Regions from separate parts of the Rattus norvegicus genome. Here region 1 is linked to region 2. A link is a contact called in public Hi-C data. All regions are on one chromosome and are shown on one strand. Each heading gives the region's core, a stretch centred on a gene start, on an enhancer-like site or on the middle of the called end of the contact. The rest is flanking DNA. Distances are from core to core; before and after follow the strand shown.

The links. Hi-C and Micro-C count contacts between places; a contact is called where the count stands out from the background.
Region 1: a Hi-C map of Schwann cells shows a contact between it and region 2, with 4 times the contacts expected there. The contact joins the enhancer-like site here to the promoter of Ncam1 in region 2. A contact is called at or near these places in 1 of 12 Hi-C or Micro-C datasets (Schwann cells) and 1 of 1 datasets of contacts at active chromatin or transcription factors (oligodendrocytes).

The regions. Positions count from the first base shown.
Region 1 is chr8:59,178,754-59,182,295 of GRCr8, reverse strand. No RefSeq gene overlaps it. Among named protein-coding and RNA genes, the nearest start is that of Ncam1, 120 kb to the right of the region's middle. Within about 2 kb of position 2,210, at least 49 of the 93 cell types and tissues checked have an H3K27ac peak or open chromatin away from gene starts, as enhancers often do. A contact at or near this core is called in Schwann cells, where this site is marked.
Region 2 is chr8:59,059,844-59,063,650 of GRCr8, reverse strand. Ncam1 (neural cell adhesion molecule 1) reads left to right here and starts at 1,671. Exons shown (of 20, transcript NM_001395707.1): 1 at 1,671-1,930. The coding sequence starts at 1,879.

The DNA.
Region 1 (3,542 bases), core at 961-3,460, 120 kb before region 2:
CCCTTCCTCCCCACTCTCAGTTTTCTTTCCCAGATCTCTATCCTACTCATTTTTTATCCTTCCTGTAGCCCTCCCCACTCCCTCCTACCCAGTTCCCTCTTTCTATTTACTCCTGATATCCATTTTATTTTCCCTTCTCAGTGGAATTTGAACATCTTTCCTTAGGTTCTCCTTGTTAGTTAGCTTCTTTGGGTGAGTAGTTCCCACTCTCTTTAGCCCTCTGTGTTCAGCAAAATGGCAGTCGTGCTCCTACTATCAGATGATTGCCTCAAACTTTCTGTGTAGGCCTTGGGTTGATTTTTGACTGCACTTTCTTTCTGGGATCAGCCTTATCTCACCTCCAGGACATCTCCAAGGATATGATGATTTCTGATCTAAACATCCTGACCCTCTATGACACTCCCTCATTCCCACTGTGGATACATTGCAAGGGCACCTCCCCTCCAGAATCTGGAATCAGAGAAACACTCCTGGAGCCCTAGGAAGGCCTGTGCCTGAGGCATACTGCCAACCAGTGTGCTTTGGGCTGAAGTCCATAAAAATCTGACCAACTCTGATTCATGCTCACAGGTGTCCAACTGTAATGTACACAGGGTCGCATAAAGTTCCCAAATGACACTTAAGCCTCTGGTTCAGCACTTACACTTTCAATAGCAAGGGTTTGAAGATTTAGTCCATACAGATATGCATGGCTTGTTTATAAGGTGCCAAGAACTAATGATCTGCTCCTAGGATTGGCTCACTAATCAGAGATGTCCTCTCTAGTGTCTGCTCTGTAAACTTCATCAGCACAAGATGATTACAAAGCTCCAGGCACCAGATCTCATAAGAAAAATGAATGCAAGAGAAAAGGATGGGTGTTTCACCTCGACTTTCAGGAAATAAAATTACTCCAAAGTTCCTAGTCTCTGACTGACATCTCATGGGTTAGAGCTCTGTCCTATTATCCATCCCTGAACCAGTCATTATCCAGAGGAGTCAGATCACCATGTTTAGGTTAAGCCAATCGTTCTTCATCCCATGGGACTGAGGACATTTTTATCTGAGTTAAAACAAACAAACAAACAAACAAACAAACCTCCGTTAGCAAACAAGGAGAACAGGAAAGATGTAGTAGCCACAGGGGCCTCCCAGGTGAGCACCAACCATCCTGCAAACCTCCAGCTCATTTTGCCCTCTCTAGGGAGAAGACTTCTGGAGAAAGGCAAAGATGGGTGAGAAGACCATCAGAAAGTCAAGAAGCAGCATCAAAATGTCTTGGGTGGGTTAGGGGGAAAGAAGATGGCTCAACTGCTAAAGTACGACTTGCCCCACAAGGTGGAGGCCCTGAGTTTGACGCCCAGAATGAGCAAACAGCTGAGCATGGTACTGCTTACAATCCAATGCCTGGACATGGAGACAGCAAGTCAGTGACTTGCTGACCCGGAAGCCCAGTCTACACAGTGAGTTGTAGAGCAGTGAGAGACTCTGTCTGTGCAAGGTGGGGCCAGCAAGATGGTTTAGCCCACAAGTTCCCTTGCAACGCAAGCCTGACGATATGAATTTGATCTCCAGAATCCATATAAAGCTTGAAATAGAGAACTAACTCCACAAAGTTGCCCTCTCATCCCAACATGCCTGCCACGCACATTGTGCAACACACACAGCCCCACCCCTACACTAAACACACACACCAACAATAATAATAAATGTAATTTTAAAGCATCTGTTACCTGAGGACTAACACCTGAAGTTGTCCTCTGACCTTCACATGCACAAATGTACACATATGTATAAACCACACACACACACACACACACACACATGTGCAAAAGGTCTTTAGGGGGTAGAGTAGGTCTGTAGGTAAGATATCAATATCAGGCCCCCTGGGAATGCTTATCAGAGCAAGGAAGCTATTCTTTGGGGGTGGTCTCACTCAGAGGCAGTCCAAGTTGCAGCCGTGTAATTGTATGTGGTAGTCGTCGCTACACACCAAACTGTCTCAGAACTCACACGTTTAGGGGATACCAATTAGTACTGCTTTTACGCCCGTGACATGGAGAGAGCAATACGAACAGAAAGAGCGTCCCTGAGTCCTGCCTCCCTCGCCAGATGACCTCCCAGATTCTGGTGAGAATGGTCCCCGCTCCTGTCTTACTCTCCTCTGTCCCTCTTTGTTGATTGTAACTGCCTGGAGATCAGCTGATGCTGCTGGCAGGGCTGAGTGAGCTGGCATGATGCTTCTGCCACAGGAGAAAGGGGCACTTGTTGTGGAGGAAAGATTCCTGGTCCTCAGTGCTGAGAAGTCAGAGAGGCCAGAGGGTACTCTGGGGACACCATGTCCTCTGCTGAAGGCTCTGGAGCTGTTGTGGCTTAGTCTTCGTCTATGCTATTCCTGTCTCTAGATCCCCCTTTCTTCTTCTGAGTCTCATTTCTCCCGTATCACTTCCAGGTCTCTCCAAGTCTAAAGCAGCCCGAGCCCCTTATGCACACCTGTTACTCTCTGTCAGCCGCTCATTTTTTTTTTCTGATGGGAGCATTCTCTACAATTTCCGATTACTTGCTGGTTTCTTGTCTCTGAGTCTGAAGCTGGAGGAGGGCAGTGGTCATTCCTATCCCCGCCCGACCGGCTCAGTCCAGAGAGCTGCATGCAGCATTCACACAGTAAATCACTGTCAAATGCATGAAAACACGAATGATCAGATATATACTGGAACTGTTTTCTGTTTCAGGAATGGACGAGCCAGAGTAAACATTTAAAGGAAGCAAAGGAAATAAACATAGTTGTGAGGGTGACCTTTCCCACTGCGGGGCTCAGATAACTTCTAGATGAACTGGTGAAAATGTGGTTGATCTGTAGCCAGTATTCTGGGCAAGGCAAGAGGAAGTAGCGGAGCTTTATTGAGGTGTCAGCTTGCTTGGGTTAAGGGACAGCCAAGAAGCTGGTCAAACATTTCTGGGTGTCACCAAGAGTGTGTGTGGAAGAAACCAGGGTTTGAATCAGTTGAATGAAAGGGAAGACTATGGCCTAAATACAGTGATGAAGCCAAGGAAGGGCAGAGACAGCCATCTAGACCTGCCATTGCAGAGCACAGTTTGAGGTTCTCCAACCTTTGGATCCAGTCTTGAGTCAGAAGTCCCCTGAGCACTTGGGGGTTGGGTCTCAGACTAAATTTATCGCACCATTTGCACTCCTTGCTTCCTAAGCCTTCAGATATGGACTGAGCTCTGTTGGTTATTCGGCTTTTAGAAGGCCTTTGGTGGGACTTAGTTTTAAAAAACCACACAACTCAGTTCCTTAATAACTGTCTTCTTCTATGTATGCATGCATGAATGTATCTATTTATCCCTATCCATATATGTAAATATACATATATGTTACATATCACATCTATTCATCTATTCAATCATCTATTCATCTATCCTTCTGTCTATCCACTCATCCTTCTTTTTCTACATCCATTCATTTACACTTTTCTCTATCCTTCTATTCATCTATCTACACAATATCCTTCCTTCTATCTATCCATCCATTCACCACCTACTCATTTGTCCATCCAATA
Region 2 (3,807 bases), core at 422-2,921:
ATATATGTGTGTGTGTGTGTGTGTGTGTGTGTGTGTGTGTGTGTGTGTGTGTGTGTATGATGTGCTTAACCTTAGGTTGTTGACTCAAGGACAAAGACCTGATATAAAACATCTTCTGGGGAGGAAAGGGTCATTTTGGCTCATGGTTCAAAGCTCTCATCTTGTGGCAGCTTTATCTTGTGTGAGTACTGGCAGACACAATCACATGCATATATAGGCAACTTAGAAAAATTGTGGCTATCTTTAGAATCTGTGGGGCAAAGAGATATTCCTTGAGCTTTTATACTTTTCTGTATTTTTAAAAATTGTTTATAATCAGCATAAGTTACAAATTATAAAAGTGAACATGAACGATTCCTGGGAGACAGAATACTTCTCGTGAATCCCTGGAACCCCCAACGTATGATAGTACCTACTAGGTACATTATACAGCAGAAAGAAGAGCTTGGTGGTGATTGGGCAGCTAGCAGAAGGTGGGGTTTCAAGGAGCCTGCCCTTTAAAGGAAATCGCAGGGCTTGGGATTATGCATGAAGTGGTGCTTTCCTCTGTCAGAGCCGCTTCTCTGAGCAAGGCCACCCTCACCTATATTTCCTGCACAACTCAAGTCCTGTTCAGGTGCTAAAGGTGTTGATTTCACTCTGTTCTCATCCCCTCTTTTCACAGACACAGCTGTTTGATTAGTGGAAGTCTTTGCCTTGACATCTCAGTTACACTGGATTTTTCATAGCCTTAAGAATAGGGGTCTCTCTCCTGCTGAAGGAGAATTCTTGCTCTTGCTCCTGTGCCGTAATACACACCGAAAAGCCAGGGCAGCAGTGGAGGGAGAGGAAGAGAGGATTCCAATACTTGCAAGCAGTTTCTGGTAATTTCTGAATACTACTTCTAAATGTCTCTGCATTTTCTTCTAACTGCCCCCCCGCACCCCCCCCCACTTCTGAGATCTGAGTTGTGCTGCTGTGAGTTGCTCCCTCTGTGGGAAGGTAAACTTCATAGGTAAGAGAAAACAAACAACAAAGCAAACCTCCACAACCCTCATTTCTCTCCAAATTTCCAATTTCCTTCACTTAGGAGGAAGAGGAGGAAGAGGAGGAAGAGGGTGAGGAGGAGGAGGAAGAGGAAGAAGAGGAAGAAGAGGAAGAAGAGGATGAGGGAAAGGAGGAGAAGAGGAGGAGGAGGAGGAAGAAAAGGAGAAGAAGGAGAAGGAGAAAAGGAGGAAGCCATTTGCTTCCTATTGCAAGGACTTTAGTAACTACATGGGGTGGGTGTGGGGGGCTCTACAACTTTGAAAAGCGAGCTGAATCTAAAAATTCTTTCTTTTTTTTTCCTAATTATTTAAACGTTCAAATTCCCGATTAAGGAACGCTGGAGGGCAGAAGGATCTCCAAAGGCTTGAGTGAAGGAAAAGGGTGAAAAGAAGAAATCCCAGCTTCTGCCTGGAAGGTTCTGTGTGAAAGAGCCCGGCTCCCTTGGTGACTCCAGGCCGTGTTTTGCAGGCGGCCGCATCTGCCTCCCCTGTCTCTTACCTCCTGGATGTTAGGAACTATTTGTGGTCGGCGTGGTGGAAGGACACAGTGAGGTTCTCACCTCCGCCCCCCGCCCGTCGCTCGCATCCCCAGTTCCATCAAAGCCAACCCGGGCCAGCGCAGGGATCTCCGAGTTGCGAGTGTGCTGAGGCTGGGGCTGTCACTCATTCTCCGCTCAGCGCGTGAACGCAGCTCGGCAGTGGCTGGCAAGAAACAATTCTGCAAAAATAATCATACCCAGCCTGGCAATTGTCTGCTCCTCGGTCCATTGCTCCGCCGCCGTCCACAGTCGCTTGCAAGGGAAGGCACTGAATTTACCGCGGCCAGAACATCCCTCCCAGCCGGCAGTTTACAATGCTGCGAACTAAGGATCTCATCTGGACTTTGTTTTTCCTGGGAACTGCAGGTACATTTTTATTTTATTTTATTTTTAAAATTCTACATCGGGTTTGTTAATTGTCCGCTTGCCCCTGTCCTTCCTCCCTTTCCCCGAGAAGCACGGTTCTTTTGGGTGGTTTTGTGTGTAAGGCAAAGACAGCATTTTCACTGAGCTGAGAAGGGAGCGCATCGCATCGTCCTTGCTTGGCCAGCCAAACCCGTGCCCTCCGGGACGGCGCTGGACGCGGCTGTCTCCCCGCTCGGTGGCGACCGCGCACGCCCTTCCCACTTGTGTGCCCGTGGAGGTGGGACAGGGGTATGGGATCAGGATGCTGCGGCTATGGGCAGCGCTGCTTTCCCCTTCCCCGAAGGCGGGTGGCGGGGATGCGCTGCTCGGGTGGTGTCGCCCCCAGGCTCATCTTCCACCTAGAGGGGTTTGTCAAGCTTAGAGAAGAGTGAACAATAAGGCTGGGGCAGCTTTCCCCCCACCGTTATGTCCCGGGCTGTGATAAAGTGAGGCTTGCAGCCTCCGCTCACTCCCCCCTCTTCCCCGCCCCGAATAACGGTTTGCAAAATGGGGCAACCACGGGCAGCACCGCAGGGCCCCGTGGCCGTTCCTGCACCCCCGTGCAAATGACGTTAGTTTTTCATTTGCCAAATTGCTGGGTAGTTGCAAAGCCTGCCATCGGCCGGGAGCACGGAGGGATGGGAGGGTCCAGCGCCGCGTTTTGACAGGAGGAAGTGCAGAGGGGCGGAGGGCGAGGAGGGCGTGATCGGGGCTGCCTGGTTGTGCGTGTGTGTGTGCGTGTGTGTGTGTGTGTGTGTGTGTGTGTGTGTGTGTGTGTGTGCGCGCGCGCGGGCGCGCGCGCGTGTGCCTTTACACGCACCGAGAGCCCAGGGTTGCACGGTGCCAGCGAAGAATGGCAGGTAGCCAGTTGCCCAAAACACCTCTCCCTATTCTCCTTTCTCTGGGTGATATTCCTAATCCTGGCAAAGTGTGAACAATGGGGCGCTCTGGAGAAAGACCGTAGCGACGCTGTCGCGGGTGGCGGGGGCTGTGCCACCGCCCAGAGATACTAAGCATCCGGGAAGGGGGCGCATTGCATTTTGGCTATTTTCATCTTGGCTTTCCCTGGAAAATTCTTCTGTGTGCCCACCCTCCCTTCCAGCTGCTGCCCCTACCCCACCCAAGGATTTGTGCTTTGGCGTCCCTGTGGACTGGGAGAGGGGCAAGCAAAAGGCGCTGGGACCGCCGAGAGCTGGGTGGGATGGGCCGACAGCTGGGGCGGGGGGGCGTGTGCTGCCAAGCACCAGCTGAAAGCAGGCCAGGCAGAGGAGACCGCGCATGGCTGTCGTTTCTGCCCAGTGTGGCTGTACTAGTCCAGAATCTCTAAGCCTTGGGTGTGGAGCGCACAGAGCGGCCCCGGGAGCACCCAGCGCGCCCCCCTCCGTGGGCAGCAGGAGAGCAGAGCTGGGCCACCGCCTCCAGCCAACTCTGGTCAGGGACCAATCAGAGCGAGTCTGGCTGGGCGGGAAGCCGCGAGAGGCTTTTATTGCGGCGCGGGTGGCGCCCGAGCTGCCAGGATGGTCTCCGGGTGTTCTAGCTTAACGGTCTCGCTCGCCACCCGCTGGGAGAGACCCCGCCCTGATACTGCCCCTAGCTGCACGGCAGTTTTCGAGGACATAAAATGGAGAAGGATGGGCCCTGGGACATCTCTTGGTCCAGCTACCTCATTCTCGCCCACTCGTGCCTCTTTCACGGCGGCTTGGAGCATTCAGGCTCCCTGTCCATGGCGCACAGTTGCGCCGGAGCGCTTCGCCTGCGAGTGCAGAATATAGCAGCCCCCAAGCTGTGTCCCAGAGAGCAGACGCGCCTGCGCTGACCCTCTGGCCAAGGACTAGACG